Regions from separate parts of the Mus musculus genome. Here all the other regions are linked to region 3. The links are chromatin contacts, called in public HiChIP or PLAC-seq and promoter capture Hi-C maps. All regions are on one chromosome and are shown on one strand. The core of a region is the stretch at or near the end of the contact, and the rest is flanking DNA. Distances in the headings are between cores, read along the strand shown.

Region 1 (5,218 bases), core at 572-3,071, 330 kb after region 3:
TATGCATACATCATGAAGATCTATTTCTGAGACTTCTACCTAGAGACACCAGCAGGGGACAGAGCAAGCTACAGTGCACACCTCTCACCTCTCTGGCACATAGGTTGAGAGACATATGGCCTTGTCAGGAACCTGAGGGATAAGGAAAGAGAGGTTGGGCGTGATAGTGTGTGACTGTAATGCCAGACACTTGAGAGAAAAGAGTTCAAGGTGGGCTTTGGCTACACAGCCAGCCTGGACTATATGAGACCCTGTATCAAAAAGCAAGTAACAAAAGTGACAAGGATGTGGGAGAAGGATGGGCACAATCCCCAGGAAAGGAGGTGCAGCTCCCTGATACAGCAATCGTCTGCCACGTGCAAAGCCCTGCCTGGATTCCATGCTCAGCACCAAAATGCAAAAGCAAAACAAAATTCCCAAACATTCTGGAGCCACTTGAACCAGAGCTCTGGGGAATGAGGAGCGCCACATGCAGAATCAGGCTGAGTTCCCAATGCACTGACCACGGGTCCTGTCTCTGCTTGTCAATGGCCTTTGATGCTGCAACCTGAGACAGCTCTCTGCCAAGACAGAAGGGTCAGGGCAGTACCCTGTGCAGCCCAAGACCAGCAGGACTCCACAAAGCCTCCCTGCTCCTCCAAACTTTACTGGACACTGGCATCAAGAAGGAAAGCCCCGTACAGAGGATATCTTGAATGGTCTGTTAATGGGATCGGGCCTTCTTCAGACCTGGACACAGCTATTTCTAATCTATCCTGGAGTTATCTGGGCCCAATCTCTTTAGTCTCCCATTTCGTAGGAAGCCTGGCTTCCTTCCTCCTCAACTTGAGCAGCTGGGAGCCATCTCAGACATACTAACGCTCTGCCAGTTCCCAACTAGGAAGAAAAAAAAAAAAAAAAAGAAAGAAAGAAAGCCAAGGCAGAGATGCAGTGGGACCGAGGCCAAAGAAAGAGTAACCCTGTTTTCTCACTAACGACCCTCTTCCAAATTTTCCTCACCACATCCCGGGTCACTCCCTCACCTCCACTCCGGGACCTGTCTTACACTTTCAACCTGATTGCCCACAATTCTCTAGATCTCACGAAGCCTCCATCTCTAAGTTACTCGGAGCCAAGAAGCCCCGGGACTCCTCTAACTGCTCAAGCCCTCCACCGCAGAGGGCTTTCACCCTTTCCCCAACACTGCCTCCAACCCCGAGCCACTAACCAAGGGACTCTGGCCTGCCCGCCACCAGCCCTCGACAGTTCCTCCTGCAGTGTCCCCTGGGCCGCCTGTCCTCACCTGAGGCCCCAGGGAGACCGACACAGCGCCCTCGCGGCGCCGCTCGCCTGCCCTCCTCACCTGGTACTGCGCCGCGGGGCCAGCGGGGCCCATGGGGCGGAAGGCGGCGGCCCCCGGTACCCCCATGCCTCCAGAAGGCCCCGGGCCCCTGAGCGCCGGGCTGGGCAGCATTCCGGGTCCCGCAGGCGGAGGCGGCGCACCAAGGGCCGCGGCAACGGCGCCGCCGCCGGGGCTCAGCGGAGGCAGCGGGAACCCGCCCGCGCCACGGCCGGACATCACTCTGTCCCGTCCCGCGGTGCAGCGATCCGGCCTCCGGTCTCCGTGTTGAGTCCGCTCCGCGAGCTACGTTCCGCGATCCGGGACTTCCCGATTTTACTACCGGGTTCCGGGATCTTCTACTCCAAGTTCGCAAGTTCTTTGCAGCCCGGCTTTAGGATCCCGCGGCCCCTCTGACTCCGCTCCTGCCAGGGATACTCCAGATCCGGGATGTGCCGCGAGCCCGCAGGCCTCTCCCGGCCTCCGGAGGTTTGATCGCCGGAGTCCAGTTACCCAGAGGCGGTTACGAACTCCCAGCCCCGCCCAACCTAGACCCTGCAGGCCCCGCCCCTGCCCGGCAACCCAATCGAGAATGCCTCTTTAAATCCCGCCCTCGCGAGACCCGCCTCAAACCAGCACCTCCCATAACTGACGGCCTTAGAGCCCCGCCCTTGGGGGAGGCGGCCTTTTCCCGGAGGAGCGGGAGCGGAAGCTGCACGCGGAAGCGCGGAGGAGAAAGGCGTGGGGTCAGAGTTCGAAGGTCGCGTAGGGCCGTCCGAACTGTTAGGTGTTTGCTGTTTGCTCCGTAGTGCTGCTGCCTCGGCGAGATCCCCGATATGGCCCATCCAAAACAGTTCCGTCAATTCTGCGTCTTCAAGCCTTAAAAATAAGCGATCCGCGGCGGGAAAGCCGCCAACCACTTTTTAAGAGCCCATCTCGGGGCCGGTGGCATAAGGCACCCCACACCCACCCACCCATCTACCCCCAGAAGCCTGTATTGGTTGCTCCGCGCTTCCAAGGACATGGGCGGCCCCAGACGTGACCCAGCTGAGTGAAAGCTTGGCTTGGCCCAACTCCGAGTACTTAACTGCACTAACTTGCCCGTGCCTTTCTTTAAGGAAGCCTGGTAATTCGCAGAAAATGTTTTTAGGTGAAGGGATTTTGCATGCTGAGAGAACTCCAGGTACTGAAATAAGTTTTATCCAGTTTGTATAGGACTTAGTTTTGAAAAGTTGAGAATCAGCCGGGCGTGGTGGCAAACGCCTTTAATCCCAGCACTTGGGAGGCGGAGGCAGGTGGATTTCTGAGTTCAAGGCCAGCCTGGTCTACAAAGTGAGTTTTAGGACAGTCAGGACTACACAGAGAAACCCCGTCTCGAAAAACCAAAAAAGAAAAGAAAAGTTGAGAACCTTTTCAGAAACCACTGGCTTCGGCTATGTTATAGACCTACCCTCTGTCAATGTGGTATCTCCTACCCACGGTATAGAATAGTGCTACTTAACTAGGCACTGAAAATCCTCAGAATCAGGTTGGGGGTGTAACTCAGGTTATAGCGTGCACAAAGCCCTGGGCTTGAACCCCAGACTGCATCAACTACATGGTGGTGCATCCTCAAAATCCCAGCACACAGGAGGAGGCAGGTGGGCCAGAAGTTCAGGATGGTTCTCAGCTGCATCACCAGTTGATTCTACAGGAGACCCTATATCAGAAGAAAGCCGAGCTTTTTGTTAAAATGTGGTTTATGGTTCAATGAAATGGGGGCAGGGTACAAGATTCTGTATTTCTTTTTTGGTTTTTCAAGATAGGATTTCTTTGTGCAGCCCTGGATGTCCTGGAACTAGGTCTGTAGACCAGGCTGGCCAAAGATGACATAGGCTTTGGTCTTTTGACTAAACTGCTTTTGTTAACTTGTCCAATAAAGAGTTGTCCTGTAGGTGGGTTGATCTCACTTGTGTGCCACAAAGCTTTTGAGCTTTCAGAGATGGTAGCAGGTCCCAAAAATGTCAGGGAAGCAGGGTCTCGAGACCAAAGCCAGCATGAATTACTTATATGAAAAGTAAGGTCTGGATCAGTTACCTAAGACTGTCTGGGCAGAGTGAAGGCTCAGTTACCTAAGAACTAGACCTCCTGGGCAGAGAGAATGGGGGAGGGGGGTCTGTCTCCAGAAAGGCACCTTCAAGTGACTTTGGTTCAGAGCACCTGTTTAGTGGAAGCCATTTGAAAATTAAAGCCCTGAAAGTGCACAAACACACACACACACACACACACACACACACACAACTCTTCTGTGATCACAGTCTTTACATACATAATCTAACAGGCAATCTAAAGTATAGAATCTGCAGACAGTGGAGGGACCAGAGCTGATGTAAAAGAACATGGAATTAGGTCCTAGGAGCTCAGCTTCCCATCCTGGAACATCCCAAGAAACTTCATTTAATTGGCTTCTGGGGCTGCAGTGACAAAGGCTTGGCAAAGAGGAGCTTATGAAGTCTGGAAAGGCTCTTTTGGAAGGAAAAAATGACTTGTAACGTTTACAGCTTTGCTTGGGTTCTGCCATCAGTGTTTGCCAGATGTTTTCTTCTACTCCTAAGCTAGCGTGTCATATCGGCTTCTTTGCTCTGGACTGGGGAATATAACGGCGTTGGCAGTGTGCTCGCCTAGCATGCGTGGAGCCCTGCCTCCCATCCCTAGCACCACATAAAGCTGGGTGTGGTCATGCATGCCTGTAATCTCAGCACTTGGGAGGTGAAGGCCAGAGAAGTGGAAGGTCAGTTTCATTATTGGCTACAGTGTACATAATAAGATCCTGTCTCCAGAAGGTGGGGGAGGGGCTCCTTTGTTCAAAGAGCAGGAAAGCTAAGCCTGCATGAACTGGCCTGTGAATCTTCTGTGGGGTCAGCCAAGTTTGACTTGCTGCTCTGTAGAGCCAAGGCTTGCTGTTATGGTCCTAGTGTTTTCTTTATATCATGTAACAGCATCAGTGTCTGACAACAGAGAATCAGATAATGCACATGAAACAGTGTTACATGGTCAGTAAAAAGGATGCTGCAGGGATGGAGACATAGCTCATACATTAAAGCTGTTTTCCGGTGATATTGGCTATTTTTCTATTGCTGTGACAAAATGTGATGACCAAAGCAATTTAGAAAAGGAAACACTTAAACTGCATGTGGGGGGTGCAGACTTTTGGTCCCAGCACTCAAGAGACAGAGGCAAGTGGATCTCTGTGAGCTCAAGGCCAGCCTGGTCTACAAAGCCGTGTTGCACAAAGACACCCCGTCTTTAAAAACAAACAAACAAACAAAACCCATTTAATTGGCCTTATGGTTTCGAAGGGTTAGAGTCCATGCTAGGGGTAAAAGGCAAGGTGGTGACAACAGCTTAGAGCTTTCTCTTTCTCGACACCACCGTCATCTTCCACCCCCACCCCCATTCTGAATCACGTACTTCTGTTTTCCCAAATCTTTCCTAGCTCCTCAGCATGTCTTCCACCCCATCCAACTGGCTTCCTGCATGGGCCACCCTAGCCAATCCTCTGGCATTTCTTTTCCCCGAGAAAGCAAATCAGAACACTTCCATCCACGAACCCGAGTGTCCTCACTTATCTTCATCAGGGGACTTCAGAATGTAGCTCTCTGGGCTTCTCAGAACTCTCAGGGACTCTGAGCTGAGTCTGAGATAGGAGAGGCGCTTCCACCTTCCCTTCCATCCCGACTTTGGGAACAGCCCTGCTTTGCTGTATCACGCGATCGCAGGATTGCCTGTAAAGGACCCCACCGCTCTACATAGTCTAAACGCCGGTAACTTTTGGGAAAGCCTGTCTAAAGAGCTTAGTGCGGCATGGTTGACTTTACTGTCTGTCCCCACCTAGCTTATTGTCTACCAACAGCCCAAGTA
Region 2 (5,360 bases), core at 681-3,180, 270 kb after region 3:
CAGAAAGAAGATGCATCAGTCCAACTACCACGTTACTCCACGGGCTCAGACTGAAGGTACTGATTTTGTATGAAATCACAGAGTACAATGCAAAAATATTTCCAACCAACAAAAGCATTTATGCTACATTTTCAATTCTGCTCCCTAATCTAAACACCAGTCCTATATCTTTAATTATCTAAAAAACAAAACAAAAACAATAAACATCTGTTTTTAAGCATTGAAATTCAGCCTAAAGGATAGATGCGTGTAAGAGTTTTATTACTGATAGGGTATGTGTATTACGACTGATGATTAAACTAGAAGTTGTCTTCTGACCTCTCCATGCACAGCGATATAATACCTCCCCCTTTATATATGCCTGACCCAAATAAATAAATTAATGTAATTTTTAAAATGTTACAAAGGGAGGCTGGGGATGTAACTCAAGCTGTTGAGACTGTCTAAATTGATAGCAGGACCATATAAGATTGGGTGTGGCGGTTTACTCCTGTAATCCCAGCACTTGGGAGACTGAGGCCGAGAGTCCAAGGCCATCTTCTTCTACATAGTGAGTCCAGGCTTCAGGAGACCCCTGTCTCAAAAGCTCCAAGGGGCCGGTAGGGTGGGTGAGGTATCCCAGTACTCAGGAGTCAAATGCAGGCACATGTCCAAATTCAAGGCTAGCCAGGACTACATAGCGAGACCCTATACTTAAGGGGGTGGGGGTGGTGGCAGGTATAGTAGTTCCAGTGGCCTGCCCTGCCTTGTCCTACATAGTGATATTAGGCCAGCCTGCAAGAGTAAGAGGCACTGCCTCAAAGAACAAAGAGCGTCTGCTTTAGTGGCTCCCTGTCCAAGCAGAAGTAACTACATATCCCTGTCAATTTGACAGTCTGGCCATTTCAGTCTATACCAGGAGTGTTCACAACACAGAAGTGTTTCTAATGGAATTCATACAGGCTCCCTCAAGGTTATTTATGTTAAAATTATCCAAGCCATTTGTGCACTGGCTTTCTGATAAGACTCAGCTGGACCTGTCAACCCATTTCTCAGATGCACAGCTCTCTGCCAGGCCATCCAGCCTCTAGGACTTCTGAAGCAGAAAACACTAGACTCCAAGCCAGGCACAACATTAACACACCCATCTTGATTATCTTCCGCAAGCTCTCTCAGTAAAAAGGAGTATATGTAGCAATCATTGCTTGTCCTCCCAGGCCTCTGTGGCATCAGTCAAAATGATGAAATTTCTAGAAATGATGTAGACATTACTGTCACCTTACAAAGTAAAGTGTTGGTTACAAATAACTTGCATGTTAGAAACCTTCGGGTAAGGTCGACTCTAGAAGCGGTTGCTTCCGTGAAACTTCTAGTGTCTAGTCCTAGGTCCACCACGGAGAAGCCTAGTTCGATGCTCTTTTATTCTTCTGGCTACACACCAGATATTTTCTCAGATTTTGTCCTGTTGGTTGGGATCTACTCGAAACCTTCCCCCAAATCTTCCTAAAGCCCAACATAAAATGGAGCAGAAAAGGATGGACAGAGGTTTAGTCTTTTTTTTTTTCTTTTAATTCTGGAAAGATAAGTTGAGGGTATTGATGCATGTCACCACCGGCCGGACTTAAAGGGTTGGTTAGGAGGGAAACAGTACCTGGCTCTGCGGCCATGCAACTTAGTCACCGCTCGGCCTGGCACGGTCACACCGACTGGAATGTCATGGCCCCGCTACCTACCTGCACCCGAGGCTGCAACCGGGCCCGGGGCTCCTGAGGCCACTACCTCCAACCAGCCTGCCTTTGTCTGGTTTCTGTCTTCAGGTCGCAAAGATAATCTGCGGGCCGCGATGTCACTGAACAGCCCAGAACAGGTAGCTCAGTCACGGCACCCTACTCTTCACGTAGCTTCAGCCGTCCGTTACGTAGAATGCGTACAGCTAGTTTGCGCCTGCGCGCGGGGTGGGGGCGGGGCGCGGCCTTCAGGACATCCGCGCAAGGCGAGCTAGGGCTGCTGGGAAAATTACGTAACCCCCAGCGTCCCCTGGGCTACAAGTGCTCTAACTAGCGGAGGCTGCGTTTCTCCCGTAGGGTTCCGTCCGTCGGGTAGACGTCACTTTGATCGGATGCTCCGGAAGCTAAAGGTGGCCATAGTCTATGGGGCCATGTGGACAGAGGCATGAAGGGAAATGTTGCCCGAGTCGTGGGTTTTTTGTGTTGCTTTGGTTTTTGGCAAGGGACAAGAGCTAAGGGAAGGTGGACATTCTTATGTAAATGAAGTTTCCAATCAACACCTTATTACCTTGAGTTTTTCGGGCGGTTCCCCATCGCCGCGGCTCTCTTCATTGCAGACTCCCTCACTACACGACCCAGACACAATCCTCACCCAGGACCAGATTCCCGTCCGGGGTGTGTGACGTAGTTATGTTGCGTTCCGGAATCGGAAGAGCGGCATTAATTGGCGCCTTTCGGCAGCCGTAGCCCCAGCCCCACCCTTCGGCTCGCGCTCTACTTAGCGCGCATGTCAGACGCTCCCCCCACCCTACCCCCAGTCAGCAACGGGCCGTGAGGCGGCGGCGAAGGGGGCGGAGGAAGAGCGCGGCTGGACGCGGTCCCGCACCGCGCGTACGCAGGGCCGCGGGGGTTCTTTCGCGCCGACTGGAGTAGCAACTGCGTCTGCAGCCGCGGCAGCGGGTTTGGGTGAAGGGCTCGCCAGACGCAGTGCCGCTAGCCCGGGGGACACGAGAGGTAACTGGGGCCTGGCGAGGGCGGAGGAACCTCGGCCTCGTTTAACAAAGAATCGGCAGAGCCTGGGGACCCGGGTGGCTGCGGGGGTCCGGGCAGGGATGGGTACGCGATCTGGAGCCCCGAGGTGGCCCTCTGGAGCTACGTTGCCTTCCCACGGCTCTGCTCCTTGCACGTCTTAACGAGGCCCACTTGGCGGCTTTCCGGAGGCGGTGCTTGATGGGCTCCAGGAAGGGATTTTTCAGGGTGCTGGGCTCCGAAGCTGTGAGAGCCAGTGGAGGAGTATTGATCCTTGTAGGTAGCTGTTGGGGATTGCGGACCCACAAATGGAGGCGGGGAGGGTCTCGGTAGCGGAGGTTGACAGATTAGAAGGCTGTGATAGTCATTGATCTTTGTGAAACCTTGAGTAGATCATGATTAACATCATCACCATAGTTACAAACTTTTTGCGGCCTACTTGAGCCTACCTGATTTGAATAATATATATGGGTTGAAAACCTGTATCAGAATCGTAAGGAAAAAATTATACTAGTCAAGTTTGGAAGCATATATAAACTTTTCTGTCATCTTAGCTTTTTCCCTTTTCACCCCTACCCCTTTAGGCTGTGGTTTTGTGGCTTTCCTACTGTGTTGTTGTTGTTGTTACTATTTGCAAGTGTTATTTCTGTATTGTCTCCTACACATACCTGAACAGCTATTAAGCTGAACAATTATTAAGTAGAGTAGATATTATGTCTTTTTCTTTTTCTTTTTTTTCTTCCTTCGAGACAGGGTTTCTCTGTAGCCCTGGCTGTCCTGGAATTCACTCTATAGACCAGGCTGGCCTCGAACTCAGAGATCCACCTGCCTCTGCCTCCCAAGTGCTGGGATTAAAGGCGTGCATCACCACCCGTCGTGGGTGGTAGGTTATGTCTTAATTCGTTTAAACTTTGTAGAGTCCAATCCTGTTCTGACAGGTGGGAAGTGAACAGTAAGTCTGATATAAAAATTTATTCTTCCAGGGCGAAAATGTTATTTTACTTTACCTAGAAGGAGAATTGCAGTGATTCATTTAAAAATAAAATTGTTATTGCCTTGCCTCTGTGCCTGTTCTCTCTTGAATTGCTTAAGTGTTAAATCTATGACCACTGCACTCATGAGACTCTTTATATACATTTTTTGGACGTATTATTTTGTTTGTCTTTGTTTTTGTTTTTTCAAGACAGGGCTTTTCTGTATAGCTCTTGTTGTTCTGGAACTCACTCTGTAGACCAGGCTGGCCTGGAACTCAGAAATCTGCCTGCCTCTGCCTCCCAAGTGCTGGGATTAAAGGCATGCGCCACCACTGCCCGGCACGTTATTTCTTTATGTATGTTTATCATGCCCTCCTGTAGAGGTTAGAGGCCAACCTCTGGGAGTTGGTTTTCTCCTTCCACTATGTAGGTCCTCAGGATGGAATTCTGGTCAGGCGATTAATCTGTAGAACCATTTTACCAGTCCATTTATGAAACTTTCTAAAGAAGAAGGAGAGATGTGTGTTATGCTTTATGTTAAAGAGTAGTCTGTACCAGCAAAGGAGGCTTGGGAGAAGCTGCAATAGAGTAGTCAGGGAAAGCCCTTTCTGGTATCTAACAGATATTTAGGCAAGCTAGAAAATGGTGAGAGCATCTAACCACGGAGGTATCTGGAGAAAGGAATGTTCTGAGCAGGTGGACAGCAATCATGAAGGCCTTGAAGGGGACAAAGCTGGGCCTGTTAGAGGAGCAGTGTGTTTGTAGCACTTAGCAAATGAAGGAATGAGAAGATGAGGATGAAGATGAGATGAAGGATGAGACCGTAAAGGAAGAAAGGAAAACAAAGCAACTAGGGCCTTGTAGACGGTTTTGAAGATTTTGTCCTCATTCTGCATGAAATGGGGCTGTCTGAGCAGAGGAGTGCTAAATCTGACTTACATTGTAATTCAGTTCCATTCACTGTAATGTAGATTGTGATAATATAATGTAGTCTGTTTCAAAGTTCCAAGTTGTCCTTGGCTTTGTTAAAACTGATAGGAAAGGGGTGCTTTTCAGACAACTCTCACCACTCCCCTCACTCACATTTTATTAGATTTGGAATGTGATGAAAGTCTTGGTAAATGAGCTAAATACCTAATAAAAAAAAAAATGAAAAAAAAAAAAAAAAAAAAAGAAAGTCTTGGGTATTTGACAGCTTTGCATTACATTAAAGAAAGTGACAAAATTATAATTTGAATATAGCTATTTTTTATTCTGTTTTAATTTCCTATTAAGCCATTAAAAAACTAACTGGCTCAACAGTGTTTAAGATGTTCTTACTAAGCAGATTATTAAGTAGAGTAGATATTAACCAACTGTCATTGTAGCTCTCTTATGAAGCTTACCCCACTCTTTTACTCAGTGATCTTGATATCGTAAGTGGTGCTTGACCCTTGAATGGGAATCTGAGTTAAGAGATCTGATATTATCAATTTATCAATGGGGAGATTGCTTTCTGGAGAAATGATAACTATGCCTATAGTGTGGGTTGCACTGTATTGCCATACTTCACTCAATATATTTGAGTTTTATTTATTGAATTTGGTCCAGAGTCTCACTCTTTAGGTCATGTTGATCTAGAGCTCACTTTATAGCCCAGGTTAGTCTTTAA
Region 3 (5,001 bases), core at 405-2,904:
CTCCTAAACGTCATAGTGACGTCAACGGACCCATGAAGATGACCAGATCCCTCCTGCCCCACCACCAACCCATTCATTCCCCCTATAGAGTACAAACTTCTAGAGCGAGGAAGACTGTCAAACAGTCTGCCTTTAGTTCTTGTTGCGGGGGAGGGGGCGTTAGACCAAGATCTCCCTCTGTAGGTCTGCTGGCTTTAAACGTTCAGTCTCCCTGCATCAGGCTCCCACATTCTAGGAACACAGCCTCTTGTCACCACAAGTGACCTAGGTGGTAATTTTAATGTCTGAAATTTCATATTCCCACTTGTACTCTAATTAATTGTGAGGCGATTAGAAAATGGAACGCAAGGCCTGGCATGGCCTTTAATCCCAGCATTCAGATGTCTGTAAGTTCAAGAAACCTGGGCTCTGCCTACCCAGGGACAATGGCAGGGCAGGGCATCTGTGTGCAACTCTACTTCTGGTTCCAGGAGCTCCTCCTACAAGGGGTGGGGTTGGAGCAGTCCAGTATTTTCCTCCCAGATCCAAGTGCTGAGGAGCAATCAAGGTATCTAAGGGAGGTGAGAACACTTTGCTTTTTGTTTTGTTAAGAAGCGGACAGAACTCAGGTATCGGAGATGGGGCTTTTCTTAAAGAAAATTGCCAAGACAAAAAAAGGAAGGGCAACCAAAAGTGTCTGTGACTTGTGGTGCTGCAGCGCCTGTGGAAAGGTGGTAAGGGTAAGAAGAGAAGTGACCGGAAAGGGGGAGGTGGCCTGGCTACCACTCCAGGAGTCAGAGGCGGCAGCAGATCCCTCTCTCCGAGAAGTTCCGCCCCTGAGTCACTTCCAAGGCCAAAGCACGAAGCCAGGCGTTCTGCCAGGATAGGAACTAGTTATCCTGCCCGAGGACGGTGGGATGCGGAAGAAGAGAAAGAGGATCCACCAGGCCCGCACCTGAGCGCAGGGACCGGCCGCGGGGACAGTGGGAGCTCAGTCGTGGCGAATGCAGATTGGTCCACTCCCACCCACTTTGTTCTACAGTACAGCCGCAGGCCCCTGGACTTGAATTCAAGTCACCAGCAGTCCCCATTCTAACTCGGGCAGACGCGGCCCGCGCTCCCCCGGCTGCCTTGCCGGGTGCCAGCAGCACAACACCCGCGTCAGGGGACAAGCCGGGCAGCGCCGGGTCGGTGCGGGCAGGTGCGCGCGGAAGGGCGGCTCGAAGCCCTGCCTCACCTGGCCACAGTCCCCTCCGCCCCTCCGCGCGGAACTCGGCTCCCCACCTCCCCGTCGCCTACCTTGTCCCGCCGCCGCCAGGCCTGCGCGCGTCCACGCGCCGCGCCCCGGACGCTCGGCAGGTTCCACGAGCCTCGGCGCGACGGCGTCGCCATGGAGACGGGGCGGCGGCGGGGAAGCGGTAGCGCGCGCGAGGAGGCGACGGTCACCTGCGCCGGAAGTCCCGCCAGGCGCCGGCACTCGGTAGGGCACCTCGGCTACACCGACCCGCACTCAGGACCCGAACTCCAGCAGCTTCGGGACTGGCTCCGGACTGGCTCGGGACCGGCGTGCGGGGAAGGTTAGCGGCGCGGGTTCGGCGCCCGGGTTCCCGGTCTCTAGCTTCTCGCTCGCTACTCTCCACGCCCAAACCCAGGAGGCCGCTAGGTGTCAGGCCTGGCCTGGGCCCAAGCTCAGCTCCGGGAACCCAGGGTCACCTCTTCCAGCCCTCGTGGGCGGAGATGGCACTTTACACTTTACTGGAAGGCTGGGAATAACCCTGCCCTTCCGCATCTGCACACCAGCCACATTGACCACATAGACACTGTTGTTGATACAGTTTGCCTCCCATTTTTTCCACTCCAGGATACACACACACACACACACACACACACACACACACACACAGAGAGAGAGAGAGAGAGAGAGACAGAGACACCAATCTAAGGGTAAATTGTGTCCTTCCAACTTCTCATTTAAGTCCTAGACCTGGTGTATGCCAAGGTCTGTACTTAAGACTGTTGCCAAGACCAAGGCTGGGAGCTTAGCAGATCCTGGCCCGCTATCCAGGAAATGCTACGAATAGATAAGAGCCTAGCTCAGACTTCCTACAAGCTGGGAACAAAAGGTTCTTTCCTGTTGGATGCCTGGCCAGACTCACGGAGAGGAGGAGAGAAATGGGGTATTTTACCTTGTGAGGCAAAGCATGACTGTGAAGGCAGTCCCTGGAACACCTCAGCATGCTGGGAGCTGCCCACTGGTAGAAGCCAGAATTGGGGCGGGGGCTCCTTCTTAGAGGGTGGGTATGCTGTCTAGTGTACGGTTGAGAGAGAACCAAAAACCGGAATTACCTTATGGTAACTTTTCGTCTGGCAGAAGCTAATGGGCTTTTTAAGGTAAGCAACAGCTTCCTTGGTGGTGCAGGCAATAAATACATGCTTATAAACTAAACATGGCGCTGAGCCATTTCTCATTGTTTGCTGGGTATATTTGGGCTCCTGGGAGGAAAAGGAGGGACCGATTTTGGCAGGATGGAATCTTGTTTAAGTGTTGGTCTTAAAGTGCCTTCCAAGACCCGGGGAGGCTCCTGTTGGGAGAGTCCTTTGTTGGATCATCCCCTACCTCATTCCTTCAAGTCTCCAAGCTGACTGCTTCACAGTGCATTTCCTGACCGCCAGTGTGGCAGTATGGGAAAGACTAGAGTTATGACGACCACACATACACTCACACACACTCACGATGCAGGGAGGGGGTCTCTGAGCGAAAGGCCTTAAGGAGCAAAAAAAGGCACCGAGCAGAATAAATTTTGTCCTCATAACCAGGACGCCAGACCTAAGGCAGACCCACTCCCACCTGGCACATTCTTTCTCCCCAGGGCTACCCAGTGCAGAAAGCTGAGGGGAAAACCAGGATTCCTAGTTACATTTCTATCTTAGAAATTTAGCATGAATAGATCCTAAGCGTTTCTCAAATGTAACCAGGTCTTGTGTGTGTGTGTTTGTGTGTGTGTACGTGCACACGTGTACACACGTGCATCTGTGAGAGGTATTGACTTTTCTCTGTATAACCCTGGCTGTCCTGGAACACACTCTCTGTAGACCAGGCTGTCTTCAAATTCAGAGACCTGCCTGCCTCTGCCTCCTGGGTGCTGGAATTAAAGTTGTGTGCTACCACCACCCAGCCTGGTTTTACTTTGAAGGTAAGTTTTTAGTTTTTTGTTCATTTCACCAGGGAAGCCTAGTGTAGGTGTAGCTCCCAAGTGTTTCTGGAGTCCTTAGAGTCCAGAGGAATGTGAAAAGCGATACAAGAATCCACATGCCTGAGCCAAACAAATTTATATCAGTTCCAAAAACTGGGCCCTGCCCTACAATATCCCCTGGAGAGCTCTCAGCTCAGCAGCCACGGCCACCAGCAGCAGCAAGCAGGTCCTGTGTCCACCACCCTGAGACTGAGGCAGCAGCATCCTCAGGTCCCTTCAGGTTGTGGATATACATAATGGTTACTGTGATCAAGTTGAAAATAGAACCATGAATCACTATGGAAGAAAAGCTTATCTTCCAGATACATGGTCACTGAAGGTGACCAAGACAGCAGAGACCCAGGAAGGATCAGAGCATCTACTGGAACAACCCACCATGGGGGCAAGAGCAGCAGCCAGGCAAGACACCAGCCACAGTGCTTCCAGAGCCAGCAGTAAAGACAGCCACCTGAGACCTCAGGAACACTAAGGGCAGGGGACACGGGACATCAAAGACTGAGTTGTTGCCCATCCATGGTTGATCCCAAGGTTGGTCCATTCTGAGAAAAATAAGACTTAGACAAACAGCACACTGTAATTACAGAACTCAAATGTGGAGACCAGGCGAGGTGTGCCGTCAGGCAGAGGTTTTCCTCTGCTGGGCCCTGAAGGAGCAGGACACGCGCTGGCTAGGGCCTGTGGGGAACCAGCCTTGAGCAGGAAGTGGTGGTGTTATCTACCAACTAGGGCTCTTGATCAGGTTCAGCTCCTCTGACGGTTAAAGAACCAGAAGGCAGGGAAGATCTCGAACTCCGAAAACAGGAGCAGACAGTCAGCATCCGCGGTTGAGGCTTTTTCTTTTGATTTATTGGGACCGTGGAAACACGTGCACACACAGCAAACACCCAGAGAAAAAGAGCTTCAAACAGAGAAGAGACTCTGGAAACCAGAAAATCCAGTCTCCTCTCCAGGGCTGGGGTTCCTCCTCTAAGTTAGGATTGGCCAGTTCAGAACACAGACAGGGTTGCCGATTGGCCCACAGTTGTTGTGTAAACACATCTTGAACTTGTTGGGCCAATCCATCAGCAGTTGGCCGGTGGTGGGAGAAGATGCCCACAGGGCCTTTGTTTTAAGCTGTCAGGTTTTTGTCTCGGGTCTGGAGGGTGAGGAAGAAGCTGGCCACCTTGGCAGGTCACCATCTTTATTACCAAACATGTCCCCTCTCTCTAACTGCCTACCGAGGAGTCTGTCTAACTCCTGTCCCTCAGTGTGACAGCACTGGGAGACCATGCTTTCAGGGATCACTCTACTCTTTCCTTCCTGTTCTCCTCCCCCTCTCCTCCCTTCTTCCTCCCTTCAGGAATGGGTTCACTGGGCACCTGCTGTGTGCCAGGCTTTGTTCTAGGCCCTGAAAAGAAGACAGTAAGACAGGGCCCTGCTTCCATGTAACTCCAGTGATGTGGGACAGAACAAAGATCAGAACGGAAACTTCAAATGCCATATATACACACATTCATGCGTGGGCAGATGGACGTCTACACACCAACCTAATCGGATGAATCGTAGGTGTCACGCATCAACACAGCAAGCACGAGAAGGTTATAAAGCAGGAGCCAGAGAGCAGAGGTGGCTGTCCCAAGGCCAGCGCTAAGGAAGGCTGTCTGAGGAGACTGTAGGACTGTGGCTGTGAGGAGCCTGGGGAAGGGAATTCCCAGGAAGGGCTGAGGAGAGATGTGTGCCAGGCATGTGTGAGGCTATCTGCCTGCTGCCCTGCCCTCTGCCACTCCTA
Region 4 (5,523 bases), core at 145-2,644, 450 kb before region 3:
ACGGAGTGAGATAGCGAGTTCTAGGACAGCCAGAGCTGCACAGAGAAACGCTGTCTAGATACCCCTCCACTCCCACCAAAAGAAATTAATTAAAAACAAACAAACAATCCTCCCTGCCCCCAAATGGACGCGGTATGTTGGCATTCAGGTGGAGAAGTCTGGTGAACATGTGTTCCATCAACTACACGTAAAGAGTGTCTTCTTGGGGACTGTTAGAGAGGGAAAGGGAGGGAAGATTGGCTTCCTGGCTTGTTCAATTGTATAGACTAGTGTGGATGAACCCAAGCAAACAGTGTTTATTTTACATCAGTCCCATGAGCCTTATACCCAGCCCATGAGGCAGAGTTGGACTGCAGCTAAGCATCGCCCCAGCCTGGGTGTCTATGAAGGAGTTAGAAGGGGGACAGTTTGTTGGACTCCATGCAAATCCATGTGTAACACTCAACGGGGACTCCACAACTGCAGCAGTGTGAGGGAGGAGGGCTCTTCCCTAACTGGTTCCTGGATATTTGAGAAATGACCATGAAATAATGCCAAGTAGGGATGGGGAGATGGTTCAGGGGTGAGGAGCACTGGCTGTTTTCTGGGGTCACTGGGTTAGATTCCCAGCATCCTTATGGTGGCTCTTGACTGACTGGGAATGCCCTCTTCCGACCTCTACAGACACTGCACACATGTGGTGCACAGACATATGTTCAGGCAAATGCTAATAAACATAAAAGAAAACTAAATAAAGTCTAAAATAGTGCAAAGTGAAGTCCTGGATCCCATTCCATCTCACTCCTTAGAAATGGATAGCAATGGTTATTCTTTTCATGGTTATTCTTGAGTTTCTTTGCCTTCTTGGGACCAAGGAAGAGCCAGATCTGTAACATGTCAGCTATATTTGGGAAGTTTCAGAGCAGCTGTGACCACTTCTACTAGATGATGAAAGGCTAGTTACTGCCCTGGTACCATGAGAACAGGCCATTCAGCTCTCTCTTTTCCTAACTCTTAAGAGACACAAACCACTTGTCCAGCAGCTAGCAGCTAGGCTCTTCCACATAACCTGTACATCATCTCTATTTCCCTGGGGTTGGGTGTTACATGACAAGTTTCTACTCTTCCTGATGTAGCTCTTGGATGTATTCGCCTATGCAGCTTGGCCAAGATTCTCCAGCCATCTGGGCTCCTCTTGAAAAGCTTCTGTCCCGATGTGTCTCTTCCCTGAAAGCGCCACTCCCTCCTCAACCCAGGCTTTTAGCACCTGCCTGGACTTTGGTTAGACTTGCCCCATCTAGTTTCCTGACACTCCCTCTCTCCTGTGCTTCCTCCATGCCTCCTGGCTGCTATTGCTGGGAGTGATGTCCTCCTAGAAGCACACACTGCAGTCACTTGAAGAGGCCATGCCTTTATTTCAGCAATGATGTCACTGCTCAGTCATTTGGCTTGTGCCTCCTCTCTTGAAGCCTGTATTACATTACTTTGATTATCTTCTGTAACTGCATTTCAGGGATTGACTCTTTCCTGATGACTAGACATCAGTCAGGGCGGGGGACAGTGACGAAGGCTGTGATCAAACACGACACCATTATTTGTGCCACTTAAGTAAGAAGATTGATTTTCTCCTGTAATTTATAAACTGGACTTGCAATTCCAGTGGACTTCATCTGCTCTGCTCATCACTGGATGCTCAAGCTGCAGGAGAGCAGGAGAATCAGATGTGCCCATTGGTTGAGTGAACAAGTAGGGGGACTTCGCCGATGTCGGAGCAGGAGCAGGAGCAGGGTTACCTGGCTGAGCAGGTGGCCTCTCAGGATGACACCCACTAGAAAGCTGATTGACTTAGTGCAGACATCCTGACATCTTGTTCTTTCTTTTCGCCCGCGGAAATGTGGTGCCAAAAAAAGCTACAAGCCTAGAGAGTTAGCAGCAATTACCCCGGAGTGTAAACCTCAAGATCATCTCCATGTTGGAGCCACGTGTGCCGATGCCGTTCCCAAGGGAACCAGGGCCCAGACTGACGGCCGGCATCACGTGTCTCGCTCTTTTCACGACAAACCATTATCACCCAAAGCTTTTACACAATGTCTCCAAGTGTAGGGCTTCGGCTAGGTTTGTTTTTCTCTTCATGTGGGGGAATCACATCTGGACATTAGATATATTTCATCTAAAAATAGCATTTATCCAACTTTCTGTCACTTGGGGAGAGAAACCTTTTTCTTTTTTTAAACACAGACTTTGCTTATAATCCGCTGTAGTTTTTCATGGCTCACTGCCATTTAATCGGAAAAAAAAAATAAAGGCGATCATGTTGCACGCACATGCACTTGTGAGTGTGTCAGCGTATGTGTGTCAGAGGTAGAGAAATACAGTGATAACTTTATAGACTGAAAACTACATGTGTGCTGCCCTCCCCCTGTTACTCATTAAGTCCTTTAGAGCATCTCACTGAACTTCACAATTACATGAAGCCCTGAGCTCAGCCCTAACATGACCCCCACTGAACGATTCTCAGCAATTATTCCGGAGCCACAGAACATGAATTCGGAGATTTGTATCTGACTTCTTCTGGACTAGATTCTTTCTACTCACAGGGATTGATTGTATCCTCTGATCTCACTACTGCTTGGGGTTTTGAAAGAAATAAGAGAAATGAAAAAGGAGTTTTAAAAGAAAAATGAGATGAAGGGAAAAGAGAGGAGGGTTAAAGCGCCTGGCTCCGAGAACTTTTTAAGGCAGTTTGAACACATTTAGAGGCAGAAATTGGAATTAAATTTGACCAAAGCAAAATCAGCAGGCTGCTTCTCTATCTAAGGCACTGACATGAACTGAAGTAAATAGGAGCCGGCTTTGAAAGCAGCTGATTGCAATGAGGCAGCACAGAGCAACCCATCCGAATTCCACACTCATCAGGGTCCTTGGTGATCGGGACGCTTTTTTATCTTTGGGGACAGGACTCTGACCTTTCTTGCCTTGTGGCATCTGTCCATCTCTGTAAAGAGAAACCTTTTACTCATCCTGTGTTCTTCCCCTTTTTATAACACAGCCTCCCTGCCTTCTCCTGGGTGAGGGAGATGATTTCCTGTTCCAAGTACTACGCAGCCAGAGCTGTCCCTCAAATGTCACAGGTTCTCCAGCTGCAGTACAGCCTGTGCTCGGCTTCTTGTCTCCTCACTTTTCTCCCCTCTTAGAGAACTTCATGGCTGCAGCCCAGTGGTGGACTGAGCAGCGCTGGTCGAGCTAGAGACTACAGATCTTTAGTAGCCAGGGTCCTGTACATGTTAAGCAAGTGCTTTCCCTCTGAACTGAACCTCTGATGGCGCCATGCTTTTAACAAATGTGCTAATACCTGCTCTCCAGCCCCACAGAGGAGTCTCAGGTTCACTAACACAGGGTTCCTTGAGTCACCAAGCAGATGCAACTTATAAAGACCTCCACAGTATCAACCTGAGATGGGACCTGTTGAGCCATTTTCATTTTGTGAACTATTTTTATAGATGTCTCTTCTGCTCCATTTTGGCATAAATGAAACAAAGTTGTTGTTTTTGTTTTGTTTTGTTTCTTTTTTTTAAAAGAGTCATATTCGACTCTTGGTATTTGCAAGCTTCATTTCTCAACTCTAGAAATTTATCAGATATGTATCACGGGTGGAATAAAATTAATTTTCCCACCCACAGTAGTTCATTAGTAAAGTAAGGCAAGAATTTAATGGATTTGTGCTTGGAATGCCTAAAATTATTTCACCATAACAAAAGGTCTTGAAAGACTAAGAAAACGCAAGATGACAATTAAATTGCCTCTCTGAACTGCATGGCTGTACCGCAGGCAAACGGCATCTTAAAATAGCTCATTGTAGAGCTAAAAAAGAGGGAGAAACACATGAAGGAGGCACAAAGGTGTTGCACACGGAGTGGAAAGCTTTTTAAAAATACCAACACGATGAGTTTGCTTTGCTTGCAGCCAAGTCCCAGATTTTCAGGATCCTTCCTGCTTTCATATCCTCTGTGTGGGGGTGTGACTTGCTTCAGTTAGAATCCTCTGCAAGCCGAAGAGTAAACCTTCATCCTTCCCAAATCTACAGAAAAGCTTTGTAGTCTGCATGTGTTGAAACCCACTAATTAACAATTTGACACTCCCTATGTGTGTGTGTGTAGATTAACAGGGCATGGCAGAGAGGGACATCTTTGAAACATTATCCCCAGGCCTTGCTATAGAACGCCAGGCTTTTAGATCATGTCAGAGGTAGAAGGGATCCTGGTGGCCATCTAAGCCAAGAACCTCTTTTAAAGATGAAGAAAGGAGATGTGGAGAGGGTTAACTGAGGTTCAAGGGCGACAGCCAGTTAGAGGTCAAATGAGAAGAGCCCTGGTTTCCCTTCGATAGAGCATCCGAACACCAGTTCTTGCTTATTAACTTGATAAAGGCTTGCCAGAGAAGACTGCAGCATGAATCCATTGTCTAGCTATTAGTCTTTATTAAGGCGTCTAATTGAAAGCAATTCGGCTCGCTGGAACTGTCCTCTGTAGCAGAATTCTTCACTGGTGTTTGCATATTGTGTCCTTTGCTCACATTCAAAGCCCAGGTCTGACAGCATTTTCTCCTGGATCCTGGGGCAAACAACCTCCTTTGGTGGGTTGTACCCACAAGGCCAGCTGTGACCCTCCTCAGGATGAGGAGGTTCTGGAACTTCTGGGTCCCCTGAGGTTTGTTTGTTTCAGTCATACCTCCCCCAATGGCCACTCCCTCCCCCTCACTTCCAGTCCCTCACCCCCACCACCAGGTTGTAGGGCAAAGGATCAAATACATATTCTTTTTCTGTTATCCACAAGCATTCATCAAACAACTGTTTTCACTCTACGGCTTTCCCAGATGCTTGTATTTTTATTGTCTGATGTTATAAAAAAAAATTCTTTCAAGTGATAATTGTCTTTCAGAAGGTCAAGAATTGGTGTTCAGATGTAGAATTCACTGTCTCCTGCCATTTTATTGGAAGAGGTCAACATGTAAGTTAGTGCTGGGCACTTGACAGGTTTAAAACCCCCAAGACATGAGGGGCCCCATCCTCACAAGTTCATCCAGTCTGAAATAAACTAAACCAACATACAGAAATAACTAGAAATTTTAGGTAGCTTGTTATTAATCAAATTACCATTTGGGTCAACGCTAGGCAAGTCTGCAGAGTCGGGGGTTATTTCTTTTGTCTTTTTCCTGCCTCTCTGGGGACTTCCTCCTGTCTCCATCTGTTCTCACGTCAGCGTAGAAAGAGCAAGGCTGAGAGGACTGGAATTGGGATAAGGTGATGTGAGAGGCCCACAGTTTAAGGAGGCACCAAAAATTCAACTAGGAAGATCAATATTTTTATGCATCGCTTAAAAACCTAAATCAATATAAAATCCTTGATGAACAAAACATCAATATTTTAAATGAAATGAAGCGCGACGTTACTGGTCTCTCTTTCACATTAGGTGTGGGTTGGCGTGGCACTAAGAGTTAAAATCTGAAGCTAAAGTGAAATGGGGTATGTGCATGTGCATGAGAGAG
Region 5 (5,531 bases), core at 298-2,797, 490 kb before region 3:
TCTGGTGACAAAGCACTGGATCAAGTTTGTGTTTTAGAAATTGGTGTGCGATGCCATGCTAAGGAGAGGGAAAGGGCCAGGGATGAGGAGGTGTGTGAGGTGGGGAGAGGAAGCGAGTGATTCTGCCAAGGCCTCAAAATTCCACGCATCTGTGAAATTTCAATGAGGAATATTCTAAGAACTCTGTGACATTTGAATTCCTCTCTAGCATAAATTTCCAGGGAATTCAGACTGAGACACCCTGACTAAGGAGAGCAGGAATAAGGACAGACTACATTCCTTTCCAGTCTCTAAAAGTATCACACATGTGTGCATACATGCACATGTGCATGCCTGTGTACATGCTGTCTCCTTTTTCTGTGACTACATTTGTCAAAAAAAAAAAAAAAACAAAAAACAAAAGATAAAAACCACACCTGACCTGAAAGAAGTGCTTTTAAAATAAGCTGTCTTACCGTTTTCTTGCAATGCTCGCTCTGTGAAATATCATTAAAACTATACTGTCTTGATTTTGGCAAATAAGCAAAATGTAAATTTAACCTCTCTATACTGAAGCTTCATTTGAGGCAAGATATAAGTAGCTGTGTTACTACCTGACAATCAGGTCTATAAATTCCTCCATGTCTATGATTGGCTGCTTAGAAGAAGAGTTTCAGAAGACTTTAATCTTTTCCACAATGAATTCATTTGTAATGTCAAGGATTACAGGATTTGTTTCAATTTTAGTTTGGAAAAAAATCTTAGTTTTTTTTAATATCATTTTTTAAACTTGTGCTGAATATAAGTTTAGTGACTTAGGCTCGGTTTATACTTTTCAGAGGCTGAGGGCTTGAGGCAGGGTGGTGTCAAGAAAGGGTGACTGTTCCAATTTAACGTAGGAAATAATGGTTGTGTAAAAGGGGTGTATGAGAGACCTAGCTAACACACACAGACTATTAAGCCCAGAGCAGAGACTGTGTAATTGGAAAAATGAAAAGAACATCACAAGTTTGACAAGCGATTGGGTTCTACCATTAATAATACCATCGTTTCCACATTCAAAAGCTGTTTCCTGGATTGTAGACCAATGTAGCTGTGCGGCAGTTGGGGGTGATGGAACTACCAGTGTACAAAAACCAACTAGACTCCAGTTAAATCTGTTCCTTTGAGGTAGAAACAAACTGGAGCTACTGTTAGCCCGAAGAAGAGAGGGGCGCTAAGAGGTCTGATTTCCCTTCAGAATCTTTTAAGTTTTAAAGGTATAGTTGATCCTCAGTTCTGGGAAGGCTGGGGCAGGCGCCCGTTACCTTGGGGATCAGCACTTTCACCCCTCACAAGGGGCTAAAGGGGCCGCGGGGCGGAGCGGGTGGGCGAAGAGCCGCCCATCAATCGTGCGTGGGGCCGGTCCTGGGCTCCTCTTCCTCCCCCACACCTCACTGTCTTCCCTCCTTCTAGAGGGCCCTCTTCCTTCTCCTCCCGGGAGGCAGCTGTCCGCCGCGGCCTCCGGCCTTTCTTGGGGTGGAGACGGTGGGGGCGGCTGCCTGGCGTCCTCCCGTTTCCTTGGCAACCGTGCCTCCCTCCTCGCGCGGAGCCTGTGCCGCTAGTCGCGAGGGAACGTGGATCGTGGGGGTGGGGCAGGGCTACGGCCCCGGGGGTCCTGAGTCCACACGTGGGCGGCTCTGCCGGTTGCCGTGGGAACGAGAAGGGATGCAGTTGAGAAAGGAAAGCAGTGATGGCGGCTGGCTTGGAAGAGATGCTCTAGGAATAGGCACTCTGATTTTGTCTGTGTTCACGCCCAGACTCAGTGTTGTTTCTTATAAGATGAAGATTAGAAAATGGGAGAGGAAAAAAAATTAAATAAAACAGTAAAGGGAATAAATGAAAAGAAGAAAAGATACTGCACTCTTTGAAATGGTTGTTATACAGGGATCTCAGGCAGAATGTTCCGATCCAACCTCAGAGCAGAAATAAACAATTAAGGGAGGCACCCGATCAGCTTCAGAACGGAGCCCGAAAGCTAGCCTCTTAGTTAACAGTAGTCATTACGGGCTTCTCCAGGAGAGAGGAGCTTGGAGGTTTAGACCAGTGCCCACCAGGTTCTTGGTTTACATCACTGTTTCTAGGCTGCGTTTATTTTTCACTGAGGGGCTAATAGGCAGCCTTGAGTCTTCTATTTCTTTTGCATATTTAGGTACTTAGTACCTTGCTGACTGATGTCACCTAAGGGCATTTTAGATTGGGCGGAGAGCAAAGAAGATGGACAATAGAAATTGTTGGAACTTTCACCAGTGTCCCAGAGTCTCCACATGTCTGGGGTCCAGGAGACTTCTATGCAGCCCCTGTAAGCCCACATTCAGGTGGTGGCTTTGTGTTTGCAGTATGACACCCTTTCTATTCTTATCACTACCACCCCTAATTTAGGACTCAGTGGTCTCTAAACTGGATTGATGTTTGAACCTTGCAAGGACGCTCTGAGCCCCTGTCAGTCGTACCCCAGGTCCACCTCTCCCTGTGCCACGTAAACAGCCTAGGTCCCATGTCTTAATCACCAACAAGCCACTCTCAGACTCCAGCACTGCCTAAGAAGTGAGCCCCAGACTCTGGACTGTGACTGTCCCTATTTGTTCCCCAGGACTTGCTTTCTTGGTTTTGTCCTTGAGTCATTTCTTGCCAGTTGCGGCTCTAGGACATGCCAAACCCTCCTTCTCACCTTCACGCCAACTTCTAAGACGTATCTTGAGCAACACAGAGTCTAGACAAAATATGCCTTGGGGAAGTCTTTGTTTTGGGCTCTTTCTCATCTGACCTTCATTGCTCTCCCTTTCCAAACCATTTTCTATTTTTAGTATGTTTAAAGATTTTTATTACATCTTATTTTTATTGGATGTGTGAGAGGGCAAACATGCCCCAGTGCAGGGAAGGGGAGGTCAGTTTGCTGAAGTCTGTTCTCTCCTACCGTGTGGCTCCCAGTGACCAAACCCGGCTTGTCGGGCTTGGTGGCAGGTACTTTTTACCTGCAACACCATGTTCTAGTCTTGTTCTCAGCCGGCTAACAAAGATTCTCTATTAAATCGTTGACTGGTAAAGACATACCATGGAACCTCTTTCCATGGTCTTTGCTGTTCAAAGGACTATAATTAAGGACCCCCAAGTTTGAGACACTTTCTGGGATGTAGCTCAGTGCCTGTCTGGCATGAAGCTCTGGGTTTGATCCTTAGAGTGGATGTGATGGCAGATGCCTGAAATCCCAGTTCTTAGAGGAAGTGAGGGCCTTCTAGGGAAACCTCCTCACTCTGTCAGAGACTCTGTGTGGGGGGAGGGGGGTTGTGGGGATTGCAGTAAAATGAGAAGCGGGAAGCTTTTTCTTAGAGACCAAGGACCTAACTCAGAGATGATAGTAGTAGTGGTAATTAGTGATAATTATTATTACTGATTAACAGAGGAGGACATTGAGGACTAAGAGAGATAGTTGAATAGAGATGACACAGCCAAGGACTCCTGACAAGGAATGGATCCAGAGCCCGGGAGAAGACTCCCATTCCCAGCAGATTAATGTTGCCCACTAAGTAAGAAAAAAGACACTACCATACTGGCATATATTAGATATGGATTTTTAATTTTCTGTTTTAAGAGCTAGAGGAAAAAAAAAAGTACATTTCACCCCCAAAAGGCTGTTGTGAGGTTTAAATGAGAGAAGACAAACATTAATTGGTAGTTTCATTTTCCAAGGCACATTTTACTGCTAAAACACAAAGTACAAAGCTTGGAGAAGTTACCTGTCTCAGCATGAAACATTCCTATACTTAAAAAAAAAAAAGATTTATTATATTATTATATGTAAGTACACTGTAGCTGTCTTCAGACACTCCAGAAGAGGGCGTCAGATCTCATTACGGATGGTTGTGAGCCACCATGTGGTTGTGGGATTTGAACTCAGGACCTTCGGACTCGGAAGAGCAGTCAGTACTCTTACCCGCTGAGCCATCTCTCCAGCCCCTTTGCTTTGTTTTTGTTGTTGTTATTTTGTGGGGTCTCTAGGGGGTCGGGTCATGACTGCATTACCCAGGCTGACCTCAGATTCTTGGTCCTCCTACCTTCGCCTCCCCAGTGCTGGGGTTACAGGTTACAGGTGCCAACACACCTGGAAGAAAGCATCATGCCCTTGAGAGAAAGAGGCAGTGGCAAAGATCAGCTCCTAAAGAAGCTACAAAGCAATTCAGACAGTCAGCTTTTCAGGAGTAAACTTAACCCTGACATGTAAATTACAAAGCAGGTCAGCTCCTGTACTAAAAAGCAAGTGTGGCCAAAGAGAAAAGTGGAAGCCTGAGAGAAGAAACAGTTTCCATGGAAGGAAGCATCCTAAGTGCCATTACTTTTTGCCCCTGGTAAATGAGGAGAGGAAAGGGGCTTAAATAGTCATGGGTTCTAATCACCGAGGTGACCTGCATTTGCAAATAAGCCACAAGAAATCCTTTACTTGAATCTAAGAATTCTGTAAAGGGCAACCGGAAGTGTAACGATTCAGGTGAAGCCTGTGGAGGTTTCAAAACAACAACGAAATAAAGTATTTAATCCAGAGCAAACTGTCAGGAGGCTCTTCTAAGACTGCCATGCCATGTTCATGGGGACTTGGCACAGGTACGCAATGGTGTTGAAATAGCCAATCCTAACACACACACACACACACACACACACACACACAGAGAGAGAGAGAGAGAGAGAGAGAGAGAGAGACAGAGAGAGAGACAGAGGCAAACAGGGGAGGGGAGGGGGAGAGAGGAAGGCAGGGAGGGAGGGGGACAGACTACTAACTAATTAAGGTCCTTGTAAGCGTACAATCAGGAGCTTCTACAGGCCACAGAGCTTTGTGCCAAGTGGCCTCCCTCGAAATGCTTAGACAGGGTCATTTTGCCTTGAGTCTTCCATGACTAATGAGTTCCTGTTTTCATCAGCTGAGGTCATTGTGTTGCCTTCACTCATGCCTGGCACGAACCATGCTTGTTGTTTGTTAAAATCATTCCACCCTGGGTGTGGTGGTGCATCTTGTAATCCCAGCACTCCGGAGGTGGAAGTAGGAAGATTGTGAGACTCACGGCCAGCCTGGGCTACATGAGCACTGTCTCAAAAAAACAAACCAAAAGGATCCGAGAGAGATGGCTCAGTGGTCAAGAGCATTTGCTGCTCTTCCAGAAGACCCCAGTTCAGTTCTGGTTTCTCATGTCAGGCAGCTCACAACTCCCTCTATCTCTGGCTCCGGGAATCTGACACCATCTTCTGCCTATGAGGACATCCATAAACGTGTGACATGCATACACACAGATAATAGATAAATAAAATTAAATTACAATTACAAAACTAAACAAGGAAAGGAGCCCTTTCCTGAGGAGGGAAAGTGAGAAGGCATGTCGGCCTTCAGAATAACTTGGGAATACGGCTGATCAATTTTCTAAAAACTAAAATACTTTTTATTGTTTTGTGTATGATGGAGAGCATGTGCCGTGGTGCATGTGTGGATATTATTTTGTGTATGATGGAGAGCATGTGCCGTGGTG

The links. Promoter capture Hi-C pulls out the DNA fragments that hold promoters and counts their contacts. HiChIP or PLAC-seq counts read pairs in DNA pulled down with a chosen protein or histone mark.
Region 1: a contact with region 3 is called in a promoter capture Hi-C map of embryonic stem cells, with 3 times the contacts expected there. The contact joins the promoter of Smarcd2 here to the promoter of Cyb561 in region 3. A contact is called at or near these places in 7 of 39 promoter capture datasets (the HPC-7 cell line, embryonic stem cells, neural stem cells and 1 more), 4 of 484 Hi-C or Micro-C datasets (the G1E-ER4 cell line, embryonic stem cells and pre-B cells), 11 of 115 datasets of contacts at active chromatin or transcription factors (T-cell acute lymphoblastic leukemia, embryonic stem cells, epiblast stem cells and 3 more) and 3 of 9 other capture datasets (embryonic stem cells, liver and pancreatic islet).
Region 2: a contact with region 3 is called in an H3K27ac HiChIP or PLAC-seq map of epiblast stem cells. The contact joins the promoter of Ccdc47 here to the promoter of Cyb561 in region 3. A contact is called at or near these places in 2 of 39 promoter capture datasets (both in embryonic stem cells), 1 of 15 datasets of contacts at CTCF or cohesin (the NIH/3T3 cell line), 3 of 484 Hi-C or Micro-C datasets (the G1E-ER4 cell line, embryonic stem cells and stem cell-derived neural progenitor cells), 13 of 115 datasets of contacts at active chromatin or transcription factors (T-cell acute lymphoblastic leukemia, embryonic stem cells, epiblast stem cells and 4 more) and 2 of 9 other capture datasets (adipose tissue and pancreatic islet).
Region 4: a promoter capture Hi-C map of hippocampal neurons shows a contact between it and region 3, with 2.2 times the contacts expected there. The contact joins the enhancer-like site here to the promoter of Cyb561 in region 3. A contact is called at or near these places in 3 of 39 promoter capture datasets (the HPC-7 cell line, frontonasal cranial neural crest and hippocampal neurons) and 1 of 115 datasets of contacts at active chromatin or transcription factors (fetal liver).
Region 5: an H3K27ac HiChIP or PLAC-seq map of embryonic stem cells shows a contact between it and region 3, with 5 read pairs. The contact joins the promoter of Marchf10 here to the promoter of Cyb561 in region 3. A contact is called at or near these places in 5 of 39 promoter capture datasets (the SN4741 cell line, embryonic stem cells, hematopoietic stem and progenitor cells and 2 more), 5 of 115 datasets of contacts at active chromatin or transcription factors (the NIH/3T3 cell line, differentiating embryonic stem cells, embryonic stem cells and 1 more) and 1 of 9 other capture datasets (adipose tissue).

The regions. Positions count from the first base shown.
Region 1 is chr11:106,271,151-106,276,368 of GRCm38.p6, forward strand. Smarcd2 (SWI/SNF related, matrix associated, actin dependent regulator of chromatin, subfamily d, member 2) reads right to left here and starts at 1,822. Exons shown (of 13, transcript NM_001130187.1): 1 at 1,343-1,822. The coding sequence starts at 1,558. It also overlaps a transcript of Tcam1 not described here.
Region 2 is chr11:106,214,437-106,219,796 of GRCm38.p6, forward strand. Ccdc47 (coiled-coil domain containing 47) reads right to left here and starts at 1,931. Exons shown (of 13, transcript NM_026009.2): 1 at 1,713-1,931. Ddx42 (DEAD box helicase 42) reads left to right here and starts at 2,490. Exons shown (of 18, transcript NM_028074.4): 1 at 2,490-2,720.
Region 3 is chr11:105,942,833-105,947,833 of GRCm38.p6, forward strand. Cyb561 (cytochrome b-561) reads right to left here and starts at 1,655. Exons shown (of 6, transcript NM_007805.5): 1 at 1,279-1,655.
Region 4 is chr11:105,493,802-105,499,324 of GRCm38.p6, forward strand. No RefSeq gene overlaps it. Among named protein-coding and RNA genes, the nearest start is that of Gm35828, 12 kb to the right of the region's middle. Within about 2 kb of position 1,395, at least 36 of the 459 cell types and tissues checked have an H3K27ac peak or open chromatin away from gene starts, as enhancers often do. A contact at or near this core is called in hippocampal neurons, where this site is marked.
Region 5 is chr11:105,455,188-105,460,718 of GRCm38.p6, forward strand. Marchf10 (membrane associated ring-CH-type finger 10) reads right to left here and starts at 1,548. Exons shown (of 12, transcript NM_172568.2): 1 at 1,287-1,548. The region is part of intron 1 of Gm39417 (a long non-coding RNA gene); the gene reads left to right.